2 separate regions of the Bos taurus genome follow, and region 1 is linked to region 2. The links are chromatin contacts, called in public Hi-C maps. All regions are on one chromosome and are shown on one strand. Each heading gives the region's core, a stretch centred on a gene start, on an enhancer-like site or on the middle of the called end of the contact. The rest is flanking DNA. Distances are from core to core; before and after follow the strand shown.

The links. A called contact is a pair of places that touch in the nucleus more often than the background predicts.
Region 1: a Hi-C map of liver shows a contact between it and region 2, with 3 times the contacts expected there. The contact joins the enhancer-like site here to the promoter of GRB2 in region 2. A contact is called at or near these places in 6 of 11 Hi-C or Micro-C datasets (blastocyst, blood, liver and 3 more).

The regions. Positions count from the first base shown.
Region 1 is chr19:56,176,246-56,183,191 of ARS-UCD2.0, reverse strand. It overlaps GRB2 (growth factor receptor bound protein 2), which reads right to left. Exons shown (of 6, transcript NM_001034630.1): 4 at 5,475-5,597; 5 at 2,622-2,790; 6 at 1,654-1,889. The coding sequence ends at 1,704. Among named protein-coding and RNA genes, the nearest start is that of SLC25A19, 27 kb to the left of the region's middle. Within about 2 kb of position 5,696, at least 29 of the 102 cell types and tissues checked have an H3K27ac peak or open chromatin away from gene starts, as enhancers often do. A contact at or near this core is called in liver and skin fibroblasts, where this site is marked.
Region 2 is chr19:56,115,170-56,122,104 of ARS-UCD2.0, reverse strand. It overlaps GRB2 (growth factor receptor bound protein 2), which reads right to left and starts at 4,892. Exons shown (of 6, transcript NM_001034630.1): 1 at 4,704-4,892.

The sequences.
Region 1 (6,946 bases), core at 4,447-6,946, 60 kb before region 2:
GTTCTGCAAGGCTGCATGATATACACCAATTCCAAAATAAAACAATCAAATGGTCCAGGTCCAGAATGCCAGAGATTCCTTGTACTATCAGGAGAGAAGCGAGTGGAGAGTGGCGGATGCTCTGTCCAGGAGGGCAGCGCCTCCTGGGCCCCAGGCGCTCCAGGCCAAGCCTGGTCCACGACCAGGTCCAGCAGAGACGCTGACTGACCACTTCAGGAGTTGAAGGCCACCACCAACCCCCAGCGGCTCTGTCTCTGCTGTGGGAATGGGGGGGTGGGGAGAGGATGCTCATGGCGCATCACCATGAGGGACAAGAAGCCGGCAGGAGGCGGACGGACAGAGCTCTGCCACGGACTCAACATTCCTAGTTCCAACCTTCCTTCCGCCTGCCCCTGCGTCACAGAGACACTTCCCTCTCGGGGGGCCAGATGGAGCAGCTATGAACACAGCCCGCTGTGAATGCAGAAACGAAAAACCACCCAGCTGCTTCCCGAACGCAGCCTGAAGCTCATCTGGGTGCGTCAGGCAGGGGACACAACAGGTGAGAGCCATTAACGGATACCCTCAGCTTTCAGAGCAAGAAAGGTGAAGCAAAAATGCTCATTTTCTCCCCCAGTATAGAACATGGTAGAACCTGATACAGTTTAAACTCCTTGGACTTTCCTGCACTTGAAACTGGCTGGCTCCAGAGACTGGTTACTGTGGGTGTCTGAGACTAAGGTGGGGACAGATAACAACCGAGACTGCAAGGTCAAGGGCCCAGCCCCCACCCCAACCCCCCACCAGATGCAGTCAGACGTGGGAAGGCGGCAACCTGGTTCCACTGCACCCTGGCTCCCTTAACCTCCAGGGGCTACAAATGTTAAAGCTGAACCTTAGAGGCTCTGGCTGCCCACAGGCAGGACCCCCACATCCTCCTCTTGCTTGTCTCCTCTTCTCTACCCTGTCCTCCCCTCCCCGGGGGGAAAATATTTACACAGAGTAGGAGACAAATTGGCTGACTGTCTTTAACTTATTTTTAAAATAAAACAAACAAGGAAAAAAACACCACTCAGAAGCAACCCTCGAAATAAGGCAGAAGGCACTATGAAAAACAGCATGCTCAGGAACACCACTTGAAAGGGAAATGGATATAGAAAAGACACAGGCTTGGGGCCTGGCTCGCAGGAAGCCCTGGGGGGCACCAACCCCTCCTGTCACCCCGACTCCCGCCCGCCCTCCTCTAGCAGAAGCTGAAGGGCAGGGACTGCCTGCTCCTGTGAGTGTATATAAAACGCAGAACACAGAAGCGGCTATTCGAAGTCTTCCCAACTAAAACAGACATTTTGCATAGAGAAAATATCAGCCCACGTGGTTTCTTTTCTTTTATTATTGGCATCAGCTAGGACTATATGTGGCAGTAAATGTCATGCACTGATGGACAGAGAGGAAAAAGGATGAAAAAAGGACAGAGGAGGAAGAACAGGAGCAGCAGTGAAAATCTGTAATAAAAACTCTTTTCTTAATTTATAGGTAAGTTTTGGCATTGTTATATCCAACTCCCCCTCCCACCCCCCAGAGTTCCAACCAAAGTGAGCCGGTCACCAGGTGACCCACCAGGTGTTCTGAGCTCCCTCACAGGCTGCTGACAGAGGCAGCTCGTGGGTTTAATTCTTTTGTGTGTGTTTAAAATTTTTCACTTTGTTTAAATAATCTCTTGACTCTTAGACGTTCCGGTTCACGGGGGTGACGTAATTGCGTGGGAACATGCCGGTCTGCCCGTGGCAAGCCCCTTTCCACCAGTTGGGGTCTGAGTTATCCATGACGTGGATAAAGTCTCCCCGACGGAATCCCAGCTCTCCATCCTCTTGGGGGTCAAAGTCAAAGAGGGCTTGGACGTATGTTGGCTGCTGCAGAAAAGGGCAGGGAAAAAACACACACTGCATCCGACTGTGGCCAGCCCCCTGGAAGCGGACAGTGATGGGAAACGAACGCGCGCCAGCCTCTCCACACCTTCTGAAACAACCCCTCACTTCTCCTCCCCTCCACAAATTCTTATGGAGTTTACTCTAGGGGGGGTCGTGTAATCTTTCACCAATGATGGAAGCCACCGCAGGGTCCCCACTGAGGTGGTCAGCCTCGCCCCAGCATCCAGCAGCAGGTACTGCTTCAGGAAAGAACTGCAGAAACAGCCCCTGGAGCTTTGCTTACAATCCCAGATGAGGAAATATTTCAGTTCCCATCACTGTGTCACTTAGGAAAAGTCGAAAGGGTAACGTTTGTACACAACAGGCTGGTGCTAACCAGTACGTGAGGCGTAGGATTTTAGCCATGAGTGTGGACCCCACCCCCTTACAGGTGTGACTTTCCTCACAGTCTACTTCCAGGCAAACTGTGTGTGAGGGTGTGTTAAAGACCCTCATCCTAGAGACACAGGGTAACTTTTGCAGCACACTGCTTCACAGAAGCAGCCTCTGCGAAATGCAAAACTGTTTCAAATCCAAATCTTTAACGTGAGTTAATAATGAGCATAGAAGGCCCTGAAGTAACCCTTCCAAAAAAAAAAAAAAAAAATACCTGCTTGCCTAAGGAGCTATTCTTAATTGCTTAAAGATGATCCCAACCTCTCTTTCGAGGCTTACCTGTGGCACCTGCTCTATGTCCCGGAGAAATATCTGCTGGTTTCTGGAGACGGATGTAGATCTGTGATAATCTACCAGCTCATTCAAAGAGTTGAACTTGACCACCCAGAGGAAATACTTTCCAGCCCCATCTCGGAGCACCTTGAAGTGCTGTACATCATTTCCAAACCTGGGGAGGGGCAGAGGATACACGTGAGACCGGGCTGGAGGGCTCTGTCCTGGCTGCCCAGCGGCCACCTGCCCATCAAGCAGGATCCCTGGAGACCCTGTGTCTCGGCCACGCCCTTCCAGGCTGAGGAGACCAGGACTGCAGCACAACTTGACTCCCTGGTGGGTGGAGAGTGCCCTGAGACCCTCCATCAGGATGATGACCGCCAGCGACAACAGGAAGAATCCTCGCCGGACAGGAAGCCCTATTAACCTAATTCTGAAGACATTTGTTAAAAAAAAAAGCCCCACCCTACAGAAAGTTTCTACGTGCCGTGGACTGTGCCAAATGAAAAAAAAGAACTGAAATCCTGTGTGACATCTGAAGACTACAAAAGGTAGGGTAAGAAATAAGGTGAGAAAAGGAGGGACTGGACACACTTCCAACAATTCTCCTGTAACTGGGAAGAATTTAAAGTTGTGTTTTCTAATCAGGGATTTTAGTTCTACATACGCTGAAAAGGTCTCAAAGAAAAGGACATGTAGGGACAATAAATAAAGGCCCAGGCACTGCCTCACCCCTCAAAGGCTTCTCTACCACCTGGAGAAATGACAAACGCTCTCTTTACAATGGCCCAGAAAAACAGCATGATCTGGTTGAACGGGAATGGCCCACCACCATCATGCTCTCTGCCTTCAACATTAGCTCAAGCAAGGCCCCACCCATCTGCTCTCTGCTGAGTCCTCAAGGTCCCCACTGGCATCCAAAGATGCTCTATGAACATCTGCTAAATGAAGAAACGGGAGCCTCGCCCTCCCATCATGGGTGTTAAAGCAAAAATACTTCTTAAAACCAACCCAGCAGGTGGCAGCACTGAGCTTGAAGGAAGTCAGTACAGGTGCAAAGAGCTTAGAAACTGCACTGCTAGTTCATGAGAAAAACGGTGGATGAGCAAGAAAGCTTTATTGAGGAAGGACAAATTTAAGTGGCACTTCTGGGCTCAGGGAAGCGCTCTACTGCTGTGCACAGCACGTGGCTTCTGAAAGGGGTACAGGGTCCCTGATGGGGTGAGCTGTTAACGACAGGAGTCTTTCCACCACAGATGCCCAACACCTTGAAAACTTGAGGCTGTGGGTTCTTGAACCTCCTTGGCTCGGGTGCTTGTGTTATTAAGAGGTGGTTATGACACCTGTTTCAAATTTTACTTTTAAAGCAAGGAAAACGTGAGCTCTTTAAAGGTTTTATTTGCTAAAATGGGAGCTTTCTGGTGGCCACCTGGCGAGCATGGGCAGGGACCACGGTCATCAGACAACCAAACGTGAACTGCCAGGGGCTTCTGGGCACCTTTCAAGGATTAACTGCCTGTATCCCTCGTCTTCCACGGTTGGGTTTATCCTTGGGTCTGTGTAAGATGTAAGAAGAGGAGGAAACGCAAGTTGATGAGAAGCATAAAAACTCTTCCATCTCAAGGAGCTCCTCGCCCACCAGGTCCTCGTTTGCATGTGTTCAGTCAGGCTCGTCAGAAAGCCGCTGATCTGCGCATGTGGGAGTGAGGGGCACACGGAAACCTCTGTACCTTCCACTCAATTTTGCAGTGAACATAAACTCTGCTCTTTAGAAAAGTAAAGCCTATTAAGAAGAAAAAAGAAAAGCCATTGCTAGAAGAGGAAAACTGATGATTAGATGGCTTGATTTTTTCATGATGGGACTAAAACCAAACTATACTGGAAATGTAGCTGAGAATACTGAAAACGTTACCTGAAACCACCTCCCACATCTTCACAGAGAAAAGGAACACAAAAATTTTTCGATTTAAACCTACAGTAAAAAAAAAAAAACCCCAACACTTTAACCGCACATTTGGTCCTAAAATGAAACAAGATATTGAGCTGATTTCTGAAACTGAAAAATCTTGATATCATTTGTAAATGGCAAATAGTTCTACAGTCTTCATTTTAAATGTATATTAAAGTGATCTGAGTTTTAATCTAATCAGCCCTTCATCGTATAAATGATGAGGTGATCAGTAAGATTCCTGGGGTGGGAGTTGGGGGGTAGGGGCAGGTTTCCTGCAGTATTAACTAGAAACGGATAGAGTCAAAACACATGTGGAAAGGACAACTGGAGTCAAAATCCTTATGTCGTGGGTGGGGAGTGATTAGCTGAGAATTCTCAAAGTTCCAGTTTATATTCTCCATGATCCCCACAGTGGTATGACTCCCTGCCTCCCCCCACTGCATACCAGCTCCCTCCCACATTTAAATTTACCCCTGGGAAAAGCAAAAAGCCCCCAAACTCCTGTGGTCACCTTTTGCTGATGCTGGCAGCCTTTGGGGGGGACACCTGGAAAAGGTGCACGAGGCAGCTGACCTGATGACCAGCTGCTGTCAGAGCCGGGTGTGTGGGGACACTGCGGGGCGGGGGGAGTGGGGAGCACTGACAAGTGTCTCCTCTCTGACACTCAGCTGCGCAGCAACTAAGACGGTCTCCACACAGGCATCTAAAGAGCTGCGAGAGACAACTCTGAAGAGGAGCCAGAAATGAGGATTTTAATATACAGTTTTCTGATTTAAAACAGGCTGTTTAGACGAAACCTGCCCCAGGTTGCCACCTTCGGTGAGTGGAGCCAGACACCTGGCCCCTGGCTTCACAACATCCATCAGCTGGAGACAGGATTCCAGGCAGTCAGAGCAGGAAATACTTACTTGACGGAGAGGGAGAAATCCCCAGGAGCACTCTCGCTCTCTCGGATAAGAAAGGCCCCGTCATGCCGCTGTTTGCTGAGCATTTCTTCTGCCTTGGCTCTGGGGATTTTGCCAAAAAACCACCTAAGGAAGGAAGGCAAGCCAGTCAACATCTGCTTCCCCACAAAGAAACGGGATGTCCAGCCTCCCAAACGTAACAGCACACTCTTCACCAGGGGAAGGGCCTCCCCCTCAGCCCTCCTGTCAGTACACACCCGTCCCGGCTTGTGAGGGGTACCGTCTCCTCCCTTCCCCACTCTCCAGAAAGTGACTCATAAGACACAATCATGGGCCACTCTTTCTACAGAGGAAGACACTTAAAGATGGGCCCCCTGAGCCAAAGCCCAGTGGGCCCCTAGCTGACTCATCAGCAAGGCACCGGGGGAAACCCCAGATCTATCGATTGGAGCACAGAATGAACCACTTAAGGTGAGACAGGCCTTCCTGCAGCCACTTGATAAGGCAGCAGCCTCTACAGTGGGATGAAGAGAAGGCGGGGCAGGAAAGCTAGGAGGCCGAGAAGCTGGGCCACTTCTAAGGGCACCAAGGGGAGAGGCTCGGGCTGGGAGGGAGCAGCCCCGGCAGGCAGCTGTGGCTGACGCTCCTCTCAAGGCCTCTCTCTGCCGTCATGGCTCAGAGGTTGGTTTTCAGGAACCACCAGGAATGCTATGGTCTACCCGGTGCAGAGCTAGCTCGTTGGATTTGGAGGAAGTTACAGAGTCTCCTCTCCCAGTGCTGATTCACCAGGGTCACAAGAAAAAGTGGGAGAAGTCATGGAAAAGGGCAGGAGCGGCTAGGCGGGCCTGGAGGAAGAGGAGAAGAAATCTCTGAAACAGTTTCAGGTCACAGGCGCCTCACTTCTCACAGGAAAGCCACAACGAATTAGGACAGATGACTGTGAAAACAAGGTTCTCTGTGCAGAGTTGTCTTTACTGTTGTTATTTAAAAAAAGCAATTGACACCAGTTGTAGCTGATAAAGACCTACCCACTTCATCTAACATGCATTAAATGTGCAAACTAGAATAACTAAAGTTATACATCTAACATATCTATCTTACTTATACGTGACTGCACTGCAAGATGTCTCTGAAGTAACTGTCGTCATTGTTCAGTCGCTAAGTCACGTCTGACTCTGCAACCCCATGGACTGCAGTACGCCAGGCTTCCCTGTCTGCCGCTATCTCCCAGAGTCTGCTCAAGTTCATGTCCATTGAGTTGGCGATGCTATTTAACCACCTCATCCTCTGCCGTCCTCTCCTCCTTTTGCCTTCAATCTGAAATAATACACTCTGCAAAAATTCCAAGAGAAAGATGGGGGCTGCTGGGAAGGGTGCATTCAGAAGCTGCCATTAGTGACTCCGAACAGGCCTGAAATCTGCAGCCCTGTGTCTACCTCACTGGAGGCAACGCACTGCCAAGCTGCTGGGGAGCT
Region 2 (6,935 bases), core at 3,643-6,142:
TCTGACTCTTTGCGACCCCATGGACTGCAGCACGCCAGGTTTCCCTGTCCATCACCAACTCCCGGAGCTGACATCTCCATAGAGACTGACATTAAGTCACTCAAAAATAAGTTAAAATGGACTCTACTTAAAATGGACATCTACTTAGCAGATGTTTATCTTCACTATTAAAAATGGCAAATTAGGGCCTTCATAGCCATGGCCCAGGTTCAAACCCTGGTCAGGGAACTGATATCTCCCAAGCTGCATAGCACAGCCAAAACAAACAAAAAACACCCCACCCACCCCAAAAAAACCCAGCAAATTAAACAATGAGATTTCTTTCGCCTACTAATTGTCAAATTTTTAAAGATTTATCCAGTCTCTGCAATACTATTCTCAGACTCTTTATCCAATGTTTATTAATTTAACATTTTGAAGAACTACTATATATCTAACAATATGCTTGGAACTGTATTAAAATCATTAAAACCATTACAGTCCACACTCTAGCAGGGAATTAATCAATTCAATCTTTTCAGAGAGTAATTTTATAGCATCTATTGATAATTTTAAGACACCTATTCATCCTTGGACAAGCAATATCACATTCCAGATTTATCTCACTAAAACAGTGACACAAATACCATGTGCAAAATACATCTATCCCCGATCAATATCCATGAAGCTAACTAAGAAATACCTTTCTATATAAGCACCAAGACATATGCTCAAGTCTTTAAAGAACTGCAGAAAAATTAGTTATTCCATTTCTATAAAACAATATGTATCAGTGTGTTATTAAACAATTTGAAAGGTTGACAATGATTATCTCTGGAAGTAAGACAGATATTTTTGTGAGACAGAATATTTCTACTTGCTGGACCACAGGCCTCAACTGCACTTTCACTGTTTTCACCATAAGCACGTATTGCTATTACAGTTAGAAAGAAAACCCAAAACCTCACTGATGCTCTGGAGTTAGACCGGGATTCAGCTATCACTTTACCACTTATTAACTGGGTGGGCAACACTGGAGAAATAACTCACGTTCTCTAATTCCTAGTGTCCCTCAGCTGGAAAATGAGGAAAATCACAGCACCTACACCTTATAAAGTCATTTTGCTAATTAAAAAGCCTGTAAAGGCTGAGTCCCTGCTGTAAAGCGCTAAGAGGTATTAACCAGCATCACTGGTCCCTCTTCAATATCAGTCCACGTGCTCTCAGTAAATCTAGAGTTCCATCTACACACAGACTCAGTAGAATGCACTGGTAGGCAAATTAACAATCCCATTAAATATAGGTTACCCTGGTGGCTCAGTGGTAAAGAATCGGCCTACAACACAGGAGACGCAATGCAGGAGATGTGAGTTCGATCCCTCAGTCGGGAAAATCCCCTGGAGGAGGAAATGGCAACCCACTCCAGTATTCTTGCCTGGGAAATCCCACTGACAGAGGAGCCTGGTGGGCTACAGTCTATGGTGTCACAAAAAAGTCGGATGCAATTAAGCACATTGACCAGTAAATATAAACTTCAACAGCTCCAAATCCAAGTCCTGAAAGTGAAAGTCACTCAGTCATGTCTGACTCTTTGAGAGCCCATGGACTATAGTCCATGGAATGTTCCAGGCCAGAATACTGGAGTGGGTAGCCTTTCCCTTCTCCAGGGGATTGTCCCCACCCAGGAATCAAACAGGGATCTCCTGCATTGCAGGTGGATTCTTTACCAGCTGAACTAGCAGGGAATCCCAAGAATACAGGAGTGGGTAGCCTATCCCTTCTCCAGAGGATCCTCCCAATCCAGGAATCGAACCGGGGCCTCCTGCATTGCAGGCAGATTCTTTACCAGCTGAGCCACCAGGGAAACCCCAAATCCAAGTCCTAACAATGCACAAATATTCCCACATGTAAAACTGATCACATCTATAGTCACTTATTCTGTTAGGCTTTTAATTGTTTACTCTGTACAGAAAGTATAATTTTAAGTTCAGTAATTTAAAGTCACGTTGCAGTCTCACAAATTTACAGATGCATCCTGTAACAGCAATTCTGGCCCTTGGACCAGTTACATCAAAATCAGCCCATTCAGGGACTGCTTCACTGAGAGGCACCTTCTGGAGTTCTGCAGTGTAGTGTGACCTTAGCCCCGGAACCTAACTTTAAACAAGATTCACAGGTAATGTTTTTTGTTTTGGCCTCGCCACGCCACATGAGATCTTAGTTCCCTGACCAGGGATGGAACCCTCGCCCCCCTGCAGCAGAAGTTCAGAGTCTTAACCACTGGACCACAAGGGAAGCCCCACAGGTAACTCTTATGCATGCTAAATTAAAACAAAACGAAACAAGGCTGTCCTGTAAGGGCTCCTGGACCAGATTTCAAGCTCTGCATCTCAGACCATGCACTGCCATGTCTTGGCACAGAGTGAAAACACACTCACTTGGCACAACTGGGAAAAGCCAGCTTTGACAAATAGAACCAAAGGCTCTCAGTGGGATTCAAGACTGCCAGAAAGTTCTTCTGAATTAAGCAAGTAACTATTAGTTTCTCTCAGGATGGATCTCTACTTCTTATTACATCATTTCTCCAAATTCTACTACTCTTGTGTTCTAAGTAACAACTAGAGCTGTTGCTGTACAACATGCAACACAGTAACAGCAATCACGGAGAAAAATCTCTAAGTACCACTGACTCAGATCACATCAGATCAGTCGCTCAGTCGTGTCCGACTCTTTGCGACCCCATGAATCTCAGCACGCCAGGCCTCCCTGTCCATCACCAACTCCCGGAGTTCACCCAGACTCATGTCCATGGAGTCAGTGATGCCATCCAGCCATCTCATCCTCTGTCGTCCCACTGACTAGTAGTATTTAAAACCTAGCAGTCTCCCAAATCTGTATACACTGGCTGAGTAAGTAAACTGCCTCAAGCATTTCAGTGCCTGCTTTTAGTATCAAAGAAAGTTGATTACAAGAATTAACCTTTTTTAATTTGGGGATTCAGAAAATTCTTAACAAAGGAAGGAGTAACAAAACAAAGTTATTTCTTTCTCCAAAAAAAAAAAAAAAAAAAAACCCAACAATAACAAAGAAGGCTGATTACAACAGATGCAGGAAAAGACACCTGATCTCAGAAGGCTGGTAAGGAACAAATTAGTACTATTACCACCAACAAGCTTTTAATTAATTCATCAATGATCTAAATAAGTTTTATTTCCTTAAATGTATCAGGCTACCTTAATTCTACTGTAGTACAGGCTATCATTGGTTTTCGTTTTGAACATTCATCACCCCCACTAAAAGCCAATATAAGCTCCCAAGTGACCCAATCTCCTTTTCAGAGAGACATAAAAAGAGAAGCGTGAGCAGGCAGAAAACCGTGATCTAAACACGAAGAAAACCAATAAAACACAAAACCACAAGCAAGCTACACTTATGACCTAGTGGGCAGTATTGATTACTTGTGGCTGAATTCAATCCTTTGAGCCTCCCAGTTCCCAGGCGGGAGAACTTGAGTCTCGCACGGCTCTCTAGCAACCCTTCTGGCTGGCTGAAGGAACACAGTGAACGCTCAAAAGTAAAGGATAAAGCAAGAAAGAGGGCATCTTCCCGGGAGAGAAACGGGATCTTTAAATGAGGGAGAAAACAAATTATGCCAAAGAGCCGAAACCTCAAAAAACTGTACCAGAGAGGGGACAATGAGGAGGAAAGGGAAGTAGATAAGAAAAAAACGGGGGGGAGGGGGCAAGTGACTTGCATTATACGAGTAAGCATTTAGTGTCCGCAGTGGAAAGAGAGAAACAGAACGAAACAACTGGGGAGCAGGGAAGCGAAAGAGGCACTAGAAAGCCAAGACTAACGCTAATTTCTCTCACAAGTCTTTCCCGCTTTTTCCGAGAATCAACAGTACCCAAAGACAGACTTCGAGGGCACCTGGGCTCCCCTGCAAATTATACTGTTACTGTACCTGAAGCCAACCTAGACTTAACTCCCTAAATAAGCTGTAACTCACAGGGCTTACCATCAGATACACGGAGAGCGCTGCAAAATGAAGAACACCAGGGATTCCCTCCTCTCTCTCCTCGAAGCATTCCAGTCAACTGCTGCTTATTTTTCTTGACAAACGTTTTTTTCCAAAGAGTAGTCCCCCGCAAAAAAAAAACAAAACGCGACAGAAACAAAGCCATTTCGACTGGCTCCGATAGCAAACGTCCTCGCTCACAGGATTTAATAGGAGTGGTGGGTTTTCTCCCAAAATTCGGCCCCCAAACACCCGGAGATGGTGACGTGGTGGCCGAGCAGGTTGAAGAAGCATCCATTACCACATTCGCAACCACCGCGAACCCCCAGCCTCCCGGTGCCGAGTCAGACTGACTCACGGAATGAGCGCCCGGTGCTCTGGGGCTTCTTCTCCCCGGGCCCCTGCGGCGCAAAACCCTCACGGAAAAGGCGTGAAATTCAATTAGGAACCCACCCACCCCGTCCTCCTGCGCCGCGGTCTGGGGCTCTGTCCAGGATCAGGGGAGGAACGGTGCCCAGGAAGGAAGCGCCCCAAAAGGGGAAACGTGGAGCTCCGAGCCCGGGGGTTCCGCTCTCCCGACCTCCAGGCCCGGCAGCCCCCGGTTCGCCAGGCCCGGGCCACCCCCCCCGACCCCGGGCCAACTCCCGCTACCGAAGCGGGGAGGAAGGGGCACCGGGGCAGCGGCGCCGCCACCGGCCGCGCTCACCGTGGCGCAGCTGCTCGGCTTCTGGCCCGGCCGGCCCCTCCGCAGCGGTGCGAGCGGCTGCCGACCCCGCTGCGGCTCCCAGAGGGCAGCGCCTGTCCCCGCCGCCGTCACCGCCACAGTCCTGCCCGTCTTCGTCGTCGTCGCCGCCGCCGCCGCCGCCGTCCGGTCGCTGAAGCAGCACAGCCGCCTCACTTCCGCTCCTCGTCGGGGTCCCGCGAGAACTTGCGCGCGCGGCCCCGCCCCGCCCCACCCCCGCGAGACTTCCCCCGGCGGAAAAGACCCAGAGCGCAAGCGCCCCACCCCCGCCAGGCCCCCGCAGGTAGACGGGGACGGGCCAGGGCGCAGGCGCCGGGCCGCCCCTCAGCAGGTGGCACCGGCCGGGCTCCACCCGCCGCGGTCTTTGTAACCCTTTCGGTGCCAGAGCGGGTAAATTAGCGCTCACTCGGAGAAATGACTGTCCTCCATGTCCTGATCGCTTCTTTTCCCCTTCCACCAAACCGAGGCAATTTGGCTGGGGTATGGGGGGAGGGCGGGGGAGGTGAGGAGGAAGGAATCTCCAGCTTGAAGAACTCCAAATAGAGGACCAGGTCTTGAGATATTTGAGAATTTGGTCCAAACAAATTCTCCAGTATGCTTGGGTTTCGCTGGTGGCTCAGCTGGTAAAGACTCCGCCCGCGATGCAGGAGACCAGGGTTCGATCCCTGGGTTGGGAAGATCTCCTGGGGAAGGGAAAAAGCTACTCATTCTAGTATTCTGGCCTGGAGAATTCCATGGACTACAGTCCATGGGGTCACAAAGATTCGGACACGACTGAGCGACTTTCACTTCACATCAAACTCTGCAGTATGAGATGAATTAACCTATTCGTTCATCCATTGAATCAAGTGCTTAATACATGCTAAGCACTGTGCGAACTATAGAAGGTACAACAATGAACAGAAATCCTGGCCCTCAAGGAATTCAGGGTCTAGAGGAGTGGAAGAAAAAGAAACAGAAACAAATAATACCGCAAATACTGTTAGAATTATTTGGAGTAACGCTGAGGAAGCTAAAAAGATGGGAGAGAGGGGTTGCTACTTTGCCCATCTCAGAAAAGCTTTCTCAGAGAAGGTGATGACGGAGCCGAGTCTTGCAGGATGTGTAGGAGTTCGCCAGAGAAGCCAGGGTAAGGGCATTCCAGGCAAAGGGAACAGCATGCACGTACAAAGGAACAGAGGCGTGAGAGTCGTGTTCCCTGCAATGCTGAGGAGTTCAATTCATAACCGGGGAGTGGCAGAAGATGAGGCTTGGAGGAGTAACTCTTATTTTTCAGTTCCAAAAGCTCCTTGCAGTTAAAGGAGAGAACAGAGCATCCAATGGTAATGTGCTTCCTGGAAGCCAAAAAAATAGCTAGAGGTGAGAATAACCAAACGGCTGATCCTGTAGAGAAAACAAGCCCACTGAAATGACGAGAATGAATTGTTCTTTCACTCAGTACTTGTTGAGCATCAGCTGCATGCCAGGCACTGTGCAGAGTGATAGATGAACCTGACAAAGCCTCTGCTTTCAGCAGTTTGTCTTCTAGAAGAGAGTTGCCTAGTCTGCAAGACAAAACAGTTGGTCCTGAGGGCCACTGAACTACATACCGGACTGAGAGGAGGGAGCCAGTTACCTCGTGCTCAGGTAGTCAGGGAGGACTTGGTGTTTGAACTGCAACATGAAAGCAAGGAGGAAAGAGTGATGAAATCAGCCAATATTTCAGATTGACAAGAGTTTAGGATTTAGGGGGAGGAGTAATGAGAAGCAAGGCCAAGATGCACAGTTTAGGCTTCATTCCAATCCCAAAGAAAGGCAATGCCAAAGAATGCTCAAACTACCGCACAGTTGCACTCATCTCACACGCTAGTAAAGTAATGCTTAAAATTCTTCAAGCCAGGCTTCAGCAATATGTGAACCGTGAACTTCCTGATGTTCAATCTGGTTTTAGAAAAGGAAGAGGAACCAGAGATCAAATTGCCAACATCTGCTGGATCATGAAAAAGCAAGAGAGTTCCAGAAAAGCATGTATTTCTGCTTTATTGACTATGTCAAAGCCTTTGACTGTGTGGATCACAATAAACTGTGGAAAATTCTGAAAGAGATGGGAATACCAGACCACCTGATCTGCCTCTTGAGAAATTTGTATGTAGGTCAGGAAGCAACAGTTAGAACTGAACATGAAACAACAGACTGGTTCCAAATAGGAAAAGGAGT